Regions from separate parts of the Zea mays genome. Here all the other regions are linked to region 2. Evidence: chromatin contacts called from public Hi-C data. All regions are on one chromosome and are shown on one strand. Each heading gives the region's core, a stretch centred on a gene start, on an enhancer-like site or on the middle of the called end of the contact. The rest is flanking DNA. Distances are from core to core; before and after follow the strand shown. Region 1 has its middle 42 kb from the start of LOC100279585. Region 2 holds the start of LOC100193440. Region 3 holds the start of LOC542675 (fasciated ear2).

Evidence for each region. Hi-C and Micro-C count contacts between places; a contact is called where the count stands out from the background.
Region 1: a contact with region 2 is called in a Hi-C map of tassel, with 2.5 times the contacts expected there. The contact joins the enhancer-like site here to the promoter of LOC100193440 in region 2. A contact is called at or near these places in 2 of 25 Hi-C or Micro-C datasets (ear and tassel).
Region 3: a Hi-C map of root tip shows a contact between it and region 2, with 2.9 times the contacts expected there. The contact joins the promoter of LOC542675 here to the promoter of LOC100193440 in region 2. A contact is called at or near these places in 4 of 25 Hi-C or Micro-C datasets (ear, leaf, root tip and 1 more).

Annotation. Positions count from the first base shown.
Region 1 is chr4:138,298,792-138,303,712 of Zm-B73-REFERENCE-NAM-5.0, reverse strand. No RefSeq gene overlaps it. Among protein-coding and RNA genes, the nearest start is that of LOC100279585, 42 kb to the right of the region's middle. Within about 2 kb of position 2,927, at least 13 of the 20 cell types and tissues checked have an H3K27ac peak or open chromatin away from gene starts, as enhancers often do. A contact at or near this core is called in ear and tassel, where this site is marked.
Region 2 is chr4:138,458,260-138,463,252 of Zm-B73-REFERENCE-NAM-5.0, reverse strand. It overlaps LOC100193440, which reads right to left and starts at 1,838. Exons shown (of 7, transcript NM_001138559.1): 1 at 1,581-1,838.
Region 3 is chr4:138,680,164-138,685,036 of Zm-B73-REFERENCE-NAM-5.0, reverse strand. LOC542675 (fasciated ear2) reads left to right here and starts at 1,735. Exons shown (of 1, transcript NM_001112192.2): 1 at 1,735-4,125. The coding sequence starts at 1,818. The coding sequence ends at 3,659.

The sequences.
Region 1 (4,921 bases), core at 1,678-4,177, 160 kb after region 2:
CCAAGTTGAGCACGCTTAACTTTGAGATTCCTTCGAACCAGGCTTCCAAACTCCGGTTCCAATAATTCTTGTTTCTAAATTCTTATCAAACTATTCCCTATCCAACCATGTCATCCCTTAAGCCTGGTCCATATTCAAGAAAACTCCCAAAATACTCTTGTCCCATATTCTGCCTATAACCCTCCTGTTCATACTAAGTCAGACGATTCATTCGTCACTATTCTCACCAACAGTGAACTTCACTGTGCTACACCACATACACCCAGCTATAAATACACCCAACTACCCTCTCCCTCTCCACACACACTCAACACCCTCAGCCAAGGCAAACACCCCACTCACTCAGTTACTCCGCTCTGTCGGCTACACGTATAGTGTCGCTTCGCCTCCAGTCCACCCTCCTGGTAAGCACCTCCGCTCCACCACCAGTAATATCACAACACCACATGACATAGATTCTACTCAAGACTCTACCCATCCATATATCGCTATTCTGACCACTATACTAAATATTTGTTGATATACTTGTTGGTTTGTATGTTTGCTTGTTCATGTTGCATAGTTATCGGAGCGTTCGTGCCGTCTCGTAGAGGCCAGATCTGCAAGTCTACGCCAGGCAGTGGAGCCAGAAGCCAGTTCCGTGAGCTCCCCTTCCCCTTCACCGGATAAGCACGACAAGCTCACTGGATCCCTTTGATGCATGATATGATTTTGAGACAAGTTATTATGGCCACCCAAGCCGCTTGCCGCAATCAATCCTTAATATATTTGTTACAAATGATTTTAGAAAAGGTGTGAGTTTTTCAAAAGAAAATGCCTTTCAAAATGTGTATGATGAAGGGTTTTCACCCTTATCACCTTTGAGTAGGGATGATCAGGGACTCCCTGGTTTAGGGGAGGGCCTAAGGTGAAGGCTCAGCTGGTTTAGGCGTGAGCAGAAGGATTCTCCCCTCATATAAGGACCGGTTTGTCATCTTTCGCTACCTGTACTCATGATAAGTACAACCACTCGAGACTGTGTGGGCAGTCACTCAATCTGAACTCGTACGGTCCAACCCCGGGGTTATGATGGTTGGGGAGCATCGGGAGGATAAGGAGGGGGAAAGTTTTGTCCGGTTTGGACATGGTGGTGGCCTGACTCCTTCCGGATAACCGTTAAGGTTAGGACGTGCGGGGAAAGAAAGAGATTCGGATTCGGGTCTCACAAGCTATGAGATCGCAGAGCCGGACTAGTGGGTAAAGTGTACACCTCTGCGCAGAGTTCAAACCTATTCGAATAGTCTATGTCCACAGAAATGGACGAGTCTGGTGTGGTATGTCAATTAGTGTCTTGTTTTCAAAAAAAAGAGGTGCTTTTGAGAAAAGTGATTTTTAAAAGGTCCGGCGATTGAGCCGTGAGCTATGGTAGACGGGAAGTCCAGTAGCTGTTTTTGAAAATGAAAACCAGTGGGAAACTGCTGAGATACCTGGATGGTTTAGTCTAGGGGATTTTGTTCTAATATTGAAAAACTTTCTGCTCCTTTGGGAGAGGATGCGCTTTGAAAAATACAAAATGTTTACGAAACAACCCTCCATAAAATATTGATGTTTCTACAAAATATCCTGAGCTCCACATATTCAATGCATTATATCTGATTTCCCCATTCCGCGGGTGAAGGTGGGCTGCTGAGTACGTTTGTACTCACCCTTGCTTATTTGTTGTTTTTCAGAAAAAGGAGATCGAGTAAGAGTTACGACTGTTCCCAACCTTGCCTGTGGCTGTTGGACCGCTGATTTGCTTCGTTGCGTATATCGGGCTGCTTCAGCCCCACTCTGATGATATGTCCCGAGTTGTGGACCAACTCTTAAAGTTGATCGCCACCTTTATAGGTTTGTCTCGTTTAAGCAGATCTGGAATCATCTGTTGTATAAATGTGTTTACTAGCCTCCTAGGACTAGTAATTGTATTACATTTGAGTCCCAGAGGATTGGGGACGCTTCACAAACCCTCAGCCAGCTGCCTATGAAGGCCATATCTCTATGTTTCGTATTCCGCACTTTGAAATATTAATGATAATGTTATGTTAATGACTCTGTGGAGGTCTTGGACATCTTGATGTAATAAAGTACTATTTCTGTTATTTATTTTGAGAAATGTGTGATGATGTCCAATTATGTAATCAATATGTACGTGAGTTTCTGATTCTGGCACGTACATGGTTCGTATTCGATTTGCCTTCTAAAACCGGGTATAACAGATCCAGGGCGCTGCGAGGAGGAAGACGACCCAGCGCCATCGCAGACCGTCAGGCTTCAGGCGTGGACCGTCCGGAATCGTACAGGAAAAGCGTCGCTCCTGCCCCCAGGTCGCGGACCGTCCGCGCCGTCGCAGAGGGCACCGCCAGGCGGTACACCCCCAGTGATCGGCGCTAACAGATCCATTCGCACGAGTCGACAACATATGTTACTCAAAATTGTGAACCACACTAAGGATATGTTTATAATGTCGTCCTTGGTGCAGACATAAAAAAAGAAAGAAGACGATGTTCTGATCTAACCAATGAGCAATCACGACGACACTAAAAAACTCGATCACCCACACAACTCAGCAAGTGTCGTAGATGGAGACAATAGTTCCGAAGGTATGCCCTTGTAACACTGTGTATGCGAGGATTGGAATAAGAAAACTTTGGTACAACTCGATTAGGCCTAATATAAAAAACGAAAATCGAACATCAAAACCGAAAAACAGAGCCGAAACCATATAAATTGAAACTCGCCAAACCGAATTATTTTTCGGTTACCATTTTCCAGGAACCGAACTAAATTCTGATTTTCGGTTTTTGTTCGGTTTAAACCAAAAAAATTGGCCCACCACTCCACTAACTCAGGTTCTTTTTGGCCCAAGTGTGCAACCCCGCATGGCACCATTCTGCCCATGGGCTGGCCACGTTGGGCCAACGACTAACGGACTAAGCCAATCTGTTGTATGCTACCAGTACCAGCAGTCCAGCACTCAATGCCTCATTGACCAAGCCAATTAGGGTGTGTTTGGTTTAGGAGTGAGGAAAAATAGAATGACTCCATTCCAATTTTCTAGATATTTGGTTTCCAAGAAAACAAGAGTGGAGCGGCTTCTGTATCTCCATATGAAAATTTACTATAAGTAGTTGGAACGCTCCCGCTCCATAAAAACGATCGTATGCGAGCGCTCTGCTTCCTCTCCTCCCCTCTACACTCATATGGCTCTCGAACTAAACAAATAATGGAACAGTTTTTCTCTATTTTACTCTTCAACCAAACAAAAAATAGAACGACTCTGTTTTTTTTTTTTTTGTCAAACACGGAATAGAACGACTCGATTTTTAAATACTAGAATGAAGCACTCTATGCACGTGCAGCCTTCATCGCCCTGCCGTCGTGGCCTCATCACAGGCAGCACCGCAGCAGCAGCAACAAGCCTTCGCCACTCGCCAGCCACCAAGCAGCAGCCGGAAGCCATCGCTAAGCACTAGCCTGTTGAATCAAGCCGTCGCAAAATATTGTTTCGGTGTTGCAAAATATTACTTGTTCTATACAATGAATCTGATGTTGATGCTCTATGTTAATTGCAATTTTGCTGTTGTATTGTGTTCTGCACAGTTCGGTTAAAACCAAAAACCGAACCGAAGTTTACTGTTAACCGAAGTATCGATTTTTCTTTTTCCAAATAGAATTTCGGTTAACATATTTTAAAAACCGAACTTAAAAAACCGAAAAACAGAAAAAAAAACGGTTAACCAATTGACCAATCTGGAACTCGACTAAGTAGTGAGGAGTAATTGTGGTGTTGTATTAGTCTCTCACTTGTGTGGCTCAAGAAAAAGAAACTCATGATAGAAGTTCTAGGAAGATGAAAAGATGGAGTAATCATCGTAACGTACGTCCATTGCTTCATATATTACATGTTTATTTGCACCTTCATTAATCCATTTCTTGCATTAACTAACTCAAACGACAAAAAAAGACCACATATATATAACGTAGTTACACCATGGTCACAACCAAGGAATGCTATGACGAACCCGATGACACCAAGGCCGACACTCCCAACGCCACCAAACAGCCCTGATGCACCATATCATCATGATGCATATAATTTGGACTAGTATTTATTTGATTTAATTAATAAACCATGGTTACACCATTGTTGCAGCTACGGCCTACGGATATGGTTGCGGGCCGATATTTGCAATATTCGATCCGTTGTCATCCCTATGTGGGATAGATGTTACAAACAAACGAGATCACAATGATGGTAGGGGCGGTGACTCTGTGGCGTTTAGTGGTGGCATTTAATGGCGGCACCATAAAGCGAAGATGGTGCTTTTTCAGGTTTTTTCGGGATTAGAGAAGGCGGGAGGTTATTGGGTCGGACGTTGGAACACAATTGTACACATGCGTTTTTGTTTGATGTGGGTTTCCATGAGGTATCCTTGGTCCGGTCGGGTAGAGTGTAAAGTGTAGATTGAACTCCGAAGTATGAACTGAACAACAAAATGAGAAAAGATTGGGAGACATATACCTTGAGACATGGTGCTCATCTCTAGTCCCTGTGTGTCCGAGCTGCCAGTGTAGAGAGAAGGGAATCAGAGGGAGAGAGAAGGGTGAAGAAGGGAGAGAGAAGGGAGCCGCCAATCCTAGAAGAAGAACAGTCGTCCTAGCCTCTAGGGTACAGGTCCGCAAGGAAGAAGAAACGGAGGATCTGGAGGGCGGCTACCTATATTAAATATGGGCCAGCTAAGCACGTCTTTAGAGAACATATTGTTGGACTACCCTAAGTAATTATCACGACTGATCGCTAACCAGCCGATTAATCGTTCCATATCGTCAACTAATCGAACGATACGGACGATCAACTTACCTGATCGAACTGAATGGCTTGATCGAGCTAAGAGTATTG
Region 2 (4,993 bases), core at 589-3,088:
TCTAGCAAACAATCCCATTTTTAATCTTATCTCTCTAACCAAACTGATCCAGTCTCCTTATGTAGAGCTGGTTCATGGACGAGTGGGGTCGTACCCCCTTCATCCACACCCATGACTTATTGACATGTACCAACTACCAAGGATAACAACCGGGGTATGTTTAGTTAGCCAACAGTGCATCTGAATTATCAAGATACACAACATAACAGATGTTTAGCTAGAAAGAAATTGAGCACAACCAGGACTGAAGCAAAATGGTGATTTCCTTTAGTGTTTGCAAACAGAAAAATTGATGAGTGATTTTTTAGGTGGTACTTCTGCAATGCTACGATGCTGTTTTTTCTCTGACAAACAATACAAAAAATATGTGTAAAAAGGTGTGGTACCCTTGCATTTAAAATAGTGTTGCCAAGGTACCTAATGACCACCTAGCTTAACTAGGCACTAGCCACTAGGCAACACCGTCCCACCTAGCCCCACCTTAGCTAGCGTAATCACTGACAGGTTCTAGGGAAAACTATCACCATACCACCGCAAAGGAGAACATGTATATAACACCATCAGTTACAACCCAGAAGGTGCAATTTACAATGAAGGTGACAGAAGGTTCGTTGAAGAAAGTGAAGCTATACAGACAATGAGATCACCCTAGCAAGATGAATCACTAGCTGCACTCTTCATCTTCATATTAGCAGATATCAAGGAGAAGCATTTGCAGATTTGGAACTGAAATGGCTACAATATCAGAGCCATAATCACATACAATGGGTTGGAAGTCATCGACCCTCGACCTACGTTTGTTCACCCCAACCCAGATTCGTGGGTTTATTTTTGACCCGTAGTGTAAAAATATTTTACAAGTAGTATACAACGTTTCATGACCCGTACCTCAACCCCGACCCAGAAACTTTGGGACCATGATAAGAAATAGCATGTACACTAAAATATGATATGTTCAAAAAGGAAAATTCTGCAATTAACAGTAAGCTTTATATGTTCGCAAAGGATAATCATCATAAATCAATAGGTTGAGGATGGCATAATACTATAGTGCATGATTTTTACTGCAACCAGATAAAACCAAACAGTGATTTTGATGGAATATAATTGAGATAGAACTGTGCTTTAAAAAGAATACTCATATGGCAAATTTGTTGGCACATCATGCTTGACTGCTTGATATAACTGTCATATCCTACAAGAAGTTTATAGTAAGCTCCTGCCATGTTCTTCATTGGAAGCCCAGTCTGAGTGTTCTCTAAATGTGATGCTAGCTTTCTAGATCTTCAAGGCAAAATTTCTCTAGAAGGCCAAAAGCTATGGGAAAAACAGGGTACACCAAACCACCAGTTGTTTTCGAATATGAAAGGTGGCACTACGCGCACGCTTCAGCGCGCTGAAGCGCTAAGAGGACGGGTAACGCTTCGCTTTGGGGCATAAGCGCTCGCAAAGCGGCTCGACAGCCTTGGTCGAGCAGCGGATGCTGGCTCCCGCTGCCCTCAGGCCGCGCGCGGCACAGACGCGGGGGGCGGGCGCCATTTAAAATCCATCGGAGGTGGGGGAGAGAGAGAAGCACGCACGCTGGGTCACCGGCCGGTGTGCGGAGGATCGGAGGCTAGGGCGCGAGGCGACTGGCGAGAGTCGGGAGGGGAAGCCGCTGACGCCGTCGCTGAGAGCCTGAGCGCCGCTGCCGTTGCCCGCGTGCCGAGCGCGAGTACGGAAGGGAGGGGAAGATGGAGCGCCGGCGCTGCGAGAAGATGAAGAAACGGCGGCGGCTGTGTGCCTTCGCTGGAAGGTTAGGGTAAAGACTAAAGAAACGTTTCGGCCTGGTGGAACTTGGCTTTGTGCTCAATTAATGGGCTTTTTAGATGGACGACCAAATAAAAGTTCATACTATAATTTTTTCCTATTTCGTTTTCATTAATTTTTCCTTTCTAAAATATTTGATAGATCATGCTCATGGCATTATCCAATGTATACTCGATATCTTGAGTTATATGTTGACAATGTATTGCATGTTAGAAATTGTTGGATTTTTTATAGGCTTGGCTCATTTATTGAATAAACTCCATAATGTGTAATTGTCGGCGTTTCGAGACCGAGGGGTCCCTAAGCCGACGAGTGAGTGTGCTGCGTGCCCCAGCCCAGATGGGTCGAGCGCGTGGGCGAGCGCGAAGGGGGGAGCGGCGAGGTGGCCGGAGACGGGCGTGAGAGAGGTGGAGATCTCGCGGCCTTCGTGTTCGTCTCGCGCCCAGGTCGGGTGCGCTTGCAGTAGGGGGGTTACAAGCGTCCACGCGGGTGAGGGAAGCGAGCGGCCCCAAGAGAGCGTCTGTCTCGTCCTCGTCCCCGCGCGGCCAACCTTCTCTAAGAAGGCCCTGGTCCTTTCTTTTATAGTCGTAAGGAGAGGACCCAGGTGTACAATGGGGGTGTAGCAGAGTGCTACGTGTCTAGCGGAGGAAGAGCTAGCGCCCTAAGTACATGCCAATGTGGCAGCCGGAGAGATCTTGGCACCCTGCTGGCGTGATGTCGTGGCGGTCGGAGGAGCAACGGAGCTTGGCGGAGGGACAGCTGTCGGAGCGGTCCAGTCCTTGCTGACGTCCTCCTGCTTCCGTAAGAGAGCTGAGAGCCGCTGTCGTCACAGAGCTTGTGGGGCGCCATCATTGCCCATCTGGCGGAGCTAGCCAGATGGGACACCGGTCTTGTTCTCTGTGACCCGAGTCGGCTCGGGATAGGATGATGATGGCGCTTCCTGTTGACGTGGCGGGCCTGCGTCCTAGGCCGGGCGACGTGGGGGCTCCTCTGAAGTCGAGGTCGAATCTGTCTTCTGTGGCCGAGGCCGAGCCTGAGCCCCTGGGTCGGGCGAGGCGGAGATCGTTCGGCAGAGGCCAGAGCGAAGTCCGAGCCCTGGGGTCGGGCGAGGCGGAGTTCGTCGTCTTCCGGGGCCGAGCCTGAGTCCGAGCCCTGGGTCGGGCGGAGCGGAGTTCGTCGTCTTCCGGGGCCGAGCCCGAGTCCGAGCCCTGGGTCGGGCGGAGCGGAATTCGCCGTCTTCCGGGGCTTAGCCCGAGTCCGAGCCCTGGGTCGGGCGGAGCGGAGTTCGCCGTCTTCCGGGGCTTAGCCCGAGTCCGAGCCCTGGGTCGGGCGGAGCGGAGTTCGCCGTCTTCCGGGGCTTAGCCCGAGTCCGAGCCCTAGGTCGGGCGGAGCGGAGTTCGCCGTCTTCCGGGGCTTAGCCCGAGTCCGAGCCCTGGGTCGGGCGGAGCGGAGTTTCCTATGGCGCCTTCGGCAAGGCCTGACTGCCTGTCAGACTCACTCTATCGAGTGGCACTGTAGTCGGAGTGGCGCAGGCGGCGCTGTCCTTCCGTCAGGCCGGTCAGTGGAGCGGCGGAGTGACGGCGGTCACTTCGGCTCTGCCGGGGGGCGCGCGTCAGGATAGAGGTGTCAGGCCACCTTTGCGTTAAATGCTCCTGCAACTTGGTCAGTCGGTGCGGCGATTTAGTCAGGGTTGCTTCCTAGCGAAGCCAAGGCCTCGGGCGAGCCGGTAACGTGTCCGCCGTAAAAAGGGGGGCCTCGGGCGAGACGGAAGTCCCTCGAGGTCGGCTGCCCTTGTCCGAGGCTAGGCTTGGGCGAAGCGTGATCGAGTCACTCGTATGGACCGATCCCTGACTTAATCGCACCCATCAGGCCTCTGCAGCTTTATGCTGATGGGGGTTACCAGCTGAGAATTAGGCGTCTTGAGGGTACCCCTAATTATGGTCCCCGACAGTAGCCCCCGAGCCTCGAAGGGAGTGTTAGCACTCGCTTGGAGGCTTTCGTCGCACTTTTTTGCAAGGGGACCAGCCTTTCTCGGTTGCATTTTGTTCCGGTGGGTGCGCACGAGCGCACCCGCCGGGTGTAGCCCCCGAGGCCTCGGAGGAGTGGTTTCACTCCTTCGAGGTCTTAATGCCTTGCGTAATGCTTCGGCTGGTCTGGTTGTTCCCTCATGCGAACTGGCCGTAGCCCGGGTGCACGGTCGGGGCCCAAGCTCTCGGGCTGGTATGTTGACGCTGTCAACGGTTTGGCCGGAGCCGGGTTTGCGAGAGCAGCCCCCGAGCCTCCGCACAGGGCGAGAGGGCGGTCAGGGACAGACTCGGCTTTTTACATACGCCCCTACATCGCCTTTCCGCAAGGAGGAGGGGGGAGAGCGCCATGTTACCCTCGATGGGCACCGAACATGGTGTCTCCAGTGAGCTGCAAGCGGGTAATCCGAGTGGACGTCCGTGCCCCGTTCGTTGGGGGTCGGCTAGGGGCCCTGAGGCACGCCCAAAAGTACCTGCGGGTGATCTGCCGGACCCGGTCCCCTGGCGACGGGGTCCAAGGGCTCGATGCCTCCCTCCGATGGGATTCTGTTACAAGATCGTTCCCGCTGGTCTCGGAAATGTCCTAGGGTACCTCGGGAGCACAGCCCGAGCCTCGGTTATGTATCGAACGTACCCCTGGTCATCCCTCGCTCGGCGTCTGAGGCGACTGTGAACCCTTCGGGGGCCAGCCTTCGAACCCCTGATCAGTAATGGGCGTGGAGCCCGAGTAGCCTGAGGCGGCCATGGAGCCCTTCGGGGGGCTGGCCTTCGAACCCCTGACCAGTAGTGGGTGTCGGGCCCACGCGATCTGAGGCGACTGTTGAACCCTTCGGAGGGCCAGCCTTCGAACCCCTGATCAGTAGGGGGGCTCGGAGCTCGGTTCCTTCACAGAGAAGGATCCTTTTCGGGGTATCCCCCTTTCCCGGTCCCTGTTGCAAGAGATAGAGAAAGAGGAAAAAGGAAAAGGATACGAAATCGAACGACGTGGCGTACCTTTTTTGGCGTGGTTATTACGGCGAAGGCGAAGCGTCGCCCGCTTCTCCTGCCAGGGGCGCTGCCTAACCCGCCGCGGAGTTAATGCGACGGGGCGAGTGGTTGGCAGGGCGGCCGTTGCGCGTGCGCGAGCCGTTCGAGGAACGGGTCACGGGCGCACCGTCTTC
Region 3 (4,873 bases), core at 486-2,985, 220 kb before region 2:
CCCTTTACAAACACAAATCAGGAGTGTCGCTAGACAACACCTAGCCAACTAGGATTCAAAGACCCCAAAAGTAATAAAATGGAAAAGAAATCACCGATGGGTGCCACAAGTGCTCAAGAGATGGATCTTACTCTTTGAAATCAAGATCTAGTGAAGAGCTCACTCCAATCTCACTCACAAGACGAAAATCTAGCAAGGGCGTGAGGAAGTATGAGAGAGTGTAAAGAGAGCTTGCTTTTGTTTCAAAGTGGTTTTGTGAATTGAAATGGCTGACCCCAAGAAAACAAGAGGGTGAGAGAAATAAATCCCCTTGTCTTAGCTAGAGAGCCATTGCTGAGCAGGAAGGTTCCCTCTCAAAAATTTCAACTAGGGAGGCTTGGAATTTCTGAGGTGGATAAGAGAAACCTCGGTGCATCCATAGTCAAAGAGATTTGACCCAAGGGGCACCCCACCTCAAATTTCGAGGGTTCAGAATTTCCAAAGGAGAGGAAGATACCATAAAGCAAAACTTCGAAGTTTAGAGGTGTTACTCAAATTTTTCCAAAGGGGGGTTTGAAATTTTCCAAGGGGAGAGAATTTTTTGGGGAAAGAGGAACATCAGCAGAAAGCCAAGGTTCAAAGTTAAGGCGGTGTCCAGAATTTTTTGTGGTGTTGAAAACAGGACGAATAAAAGAAAGAGAATACTTGCTCTTTTAGAGGTTTTTTAAGAGACCTTTTTAGAGTATTATTGGGAATGTTAGGAGTTAATGAGTATAATGTTTTGAGCATATTTTGACACCTACAAGTAATTTTTTCTATATCCTTCTTTATGATATACTATACTTGAAAGAAGATTGAATTAAAACTAAAATCTCTCTCTCAAGTTGAATTGTTGTGCCACATCTTTCACTAATTTATAATTAAAGGGTCTCATATTTTTTGTACTTTTTTATAATTATATTTAATTGTAAATCTCATAAAATATTGTTAGCTCGTGTCATCAAATCACTAAAATCCATAAATAGGATTGATGCACTTAGCTCTTTAAAATGAAAAAGGTACAAAAATATAAAAAAAATCGTGAACCCCCCAATCAATTTCTAATTGCATTGTGAAAACTTCGACAACAAAAATATAAGATACCACCAAAATAAAATAGTATCAAACAATATCATCCTCTATTTCAAACTTCTTTATGCAAGCAGCGTCATTCACAATTTCGCGTCCTCTATTTTACACACTGTACTGCAGACAACCTTAACATCTATGTTGGTTGTATCACATATTTTTGTTGTAGAAAATTTCCAAAGCACATTTAAACTTGATTAAAATATTTTGGGGGTTTAACGATATTTTTTTATTATTCTAGAACTAAATATATTTTTAAAGCTTATAGATATATTTTCGCGGGCTCTAAATACTTTTTTCTCCGGTCCCAATCTATTTCTAATATTTTTGAACTTTTTATATACTTTCAATGTTTTAAATAAACTTTTTCCGATTTTCTTAGTAAAAAGTTGAAACCATCCTAAAATAAAAACTATTTCTAACCATGGTAGAGAGCTAATTTAAGCGGCTTTAAGATTTGAAGAAGAAATTGCCTTATTTTAGAGTTCATTCAAGAAGGAAAAAATGGAGTCCTAGTTGAGGGAAAACACCACAGATTCCACAGCCTTCGCCTGTTCGCCACCTTTCCTCCAAAATTTGACCCACACGCGGCGACGCCCGAGGCCCCGAGCGACCACATCCTCCGCGGCCGCGGCGACGCCCGAGGCCTGCAAAACCCTAACCACTCAGGTTCTGCCGGCCACCGCCACCACCACCACCAGTCCACCACCATGCTGACAGCCACTCCCCTACCCCATCAGCTCCTGGCCACCTTCCTCCTCGTCCTGGCGTCGGCGACCCAACCTGCAGTCCCTGCCTCCACCGACCGCGCAGCGCTTCTCGCCTTCCGCGCGTCCCTGTCGCCGCCCTCCCGCGCCGCGCTATCCTCGTGGAGCGGCCCGCTCTCGCCATCCTGGCTCGGCGTGTCGCTCCACCCCGCCACGGCGCCAGCCCCTTCGGTCACCACTCCCTCCGTTGCCGAACTCTCGCTCCGGGGCCTCAACCTCACGGGCGTGATCCCCGCGGCGCCGCTCGCGCTCCTCCGACGTCTCCGGACGCTCGACCTCTCCGCCAACGCGCTTTCGGGAGAGCTTCCCTGCTCCCTCCCGCGCTCGCTCCTCGCGCTCGACCTCTCCCGCAACGCGCTCTCGGGGGCTGTCCCCACCTGCCTGCCGTCCTCGCTCCCCGCGCTCCGCACCCTCAACCTCTCCGCCAACTTCCTCCGCCTCCCGCTCTCCCCGCGTCTCTCCTTCCCCGCGCGCCTCGCTGCCCTTGATCTCTCCCGCAACGCCATCTCCGGCGCCGTCCCGCCGCGGATCGTCGCCGACCCCGACAACTCCGCTCTCCTCCTCCTCGACCTCTCCCACAACCGCTTCTCCGGCGAGATCCCCGCCGGTATCGCAGCCGTACGGAGCCTGCAGGGGCTTTTTCTCGCGGACAACCAGCTTTCCGGGGACATTCCTCCGGGGATAGGGAACCTGACCTATTTGCAGGTGCTGGATTTGTCGAATAACCGATTGTCCGGTTCAGTGCCTGCCGGACTTGCAGGCTGCTTCCAGCTTCTGTACCTGCAGCTTGGGGGTAACCAGCTCTCTGGGGCACTCCGTCCGGAGCTCGACGCACTAGCTAGTCTCAAGGTTCTAGATTTGTCGAATAACAAGATATCTGGGGAGATTCCCCTGCCGCTGGCTGGGTGCAGGTCTTTGGAGGTGGTGGACTTGTCAGGAAATGAGATCTCCGGTGAGCTCAGCAGTGCTGTAGCGAAATGGCTGAGCTTGAAGTTCTTATCACTGGCTGGTAACCAGCTCTCCGGCCACCTACCTGACTGGATGTTCTCGTTCCCCCTGCTCCAGTGGCTTGATTTGTCTAGTAATAAGTTTGTGGGTTTCATCCCAGATGGGGGGTTCAATGTCAGTGAAGTGCTTAACGGTGGAGGTGGTCAGGGGACTCCATCAGAGAGTGTGCTTCCACCCCAATTGTTTGTGTCAGCTTCTGTGGACACGGTGTCATGGCAGTTGGATTTGGGGTATGATGTTCAGGCAACTACTGGTATAGACCTGTCTGGGAATGAGCTCTGTGGGGAGATACCAGAAGGGTTGGTTGACATGAAGGGGTTGGAGTATTTGAACCTCTCCTGTAATTACTTGGCTGGGCAGATCCCTGCGGGGCTTGGGGGCATGGGGAGGTTGCATACGCTTGACTTCTCACATAATGGGCTGTCAGGGGAGGTGCCTCCTGGAATTGCAGCCATGACAGTGCTTGAGGTGCTTAACCTCTCCTACAATAGCCTGTCTGGGCCTTTGCCAACAACGAAGTTCCCAGGAGCATTAGCTGGAAACCCAGGAATTTGCAGTGGGAAAGGGTGCTCTGAGAATGCAAGGACTCCAGAAGGGAAAATGGAAGGTAGCAATCACCGCGGTTGGCTTGGTGGCTGGCATGGAGAGAATGGATGGGTATCTCTTGGTGCATTTTGTATCAGCACAATGACTAGCTTCTATGTATCATTAGCAACCTTACTATGCTCCTCTAATGCAAGAAACTTCGTGTTTCGGCCTGTGAGGGTTGAATATTAACAAGAGGGGAGATTGCAAAATCAGGTTGTTTTGAAGTTCGAGCGACTCTGGTCTGCAGCTGATTAACAAGAAATATGAGCATATGAGATGGATATCTTCAGCCAAGAGGAAGTGCTGTCTCTTTTAATGATCAATCAAGCTCTCTTGATTGTTTCCTAATATTCTTGATCTTGGGATGTGTAGATCTAGTTCTAATATTCCTACTGTTATAGAATGCAATCACCTGCTGGTGCTTGGTTGTAGCCCTGGCGTGTTTGGAGGATTGGACACCAAGGATGCACATAATTTGAAGCGCTGGTACTGTGAACCACTTCAGATGTAAATATTTTCTTTGGTTTTTAGTTCTGATCTAGTTTAAAACTGGACATGTATTTAGTGTTGTTGAGCTACCTTTCGATGTTATATTATGTCAATTTGCTGGAAGATCATTTGATAACAATTGTCTAATCCAGTGGATTAGTCGTGTAGATTGTGAAGTTCGTTATGTTTCTTCTTAGTGCTATGTATATCATCTTTCTGTCTGAACTTAGTTTGGGGGTAAAAGGCTTTGTTATTATGTGACTGAAACTGCAAATGTGCTTGACTATTTCTTGGTGCTGCTCCTGTAACACCTATAGTTTTATAGGTCAATGGTAATAGCTGCCTGAAGCAGCATCCAGCAGGCCGGCAACTGTTTTTGGTACTGTAATACTTTGGAACAGAGGCGCAAAGTTTGTGATTGCAGAATGATCAACAAATGTATTTATTGCAAAGTGTGAGACAAGGCAACATACATATCTCTGTTTTGTGCATTACCAAACTAACCCAGGCTGTAATTGCAGATTGATAATTCCTATAGCCGTAGCTTCTTCAGCTGGATAAGGTGGAGAATAAGCATCAGTGGCTTTTCAAAGGGTTCGGCACTTGTGCAGAATCAGACTCATGCAGGAATCCGGTTCTAACTTTTCCACTAAAACCTTTTTCCTTTCTGAACTTGCTGCAGTACCTACCACTACTTGTAATGTTGGATCAGTTTCACAGTTAACCACAGAATTTCATTGCTTTTAATCAAACGTGAAATGGTCACACAGAAAAACCAACATCCTTCAGAACCGCTCGTTTTATCTTGTTCTTTAGATTACTTCAAATGTGAGCGCTTTGAGATGGTCACCTAAGGTGTGTTTGGTTGATGTACTAAGGTGTGTTTGGTTGGATGTACAAAGAGTGATGGAAGG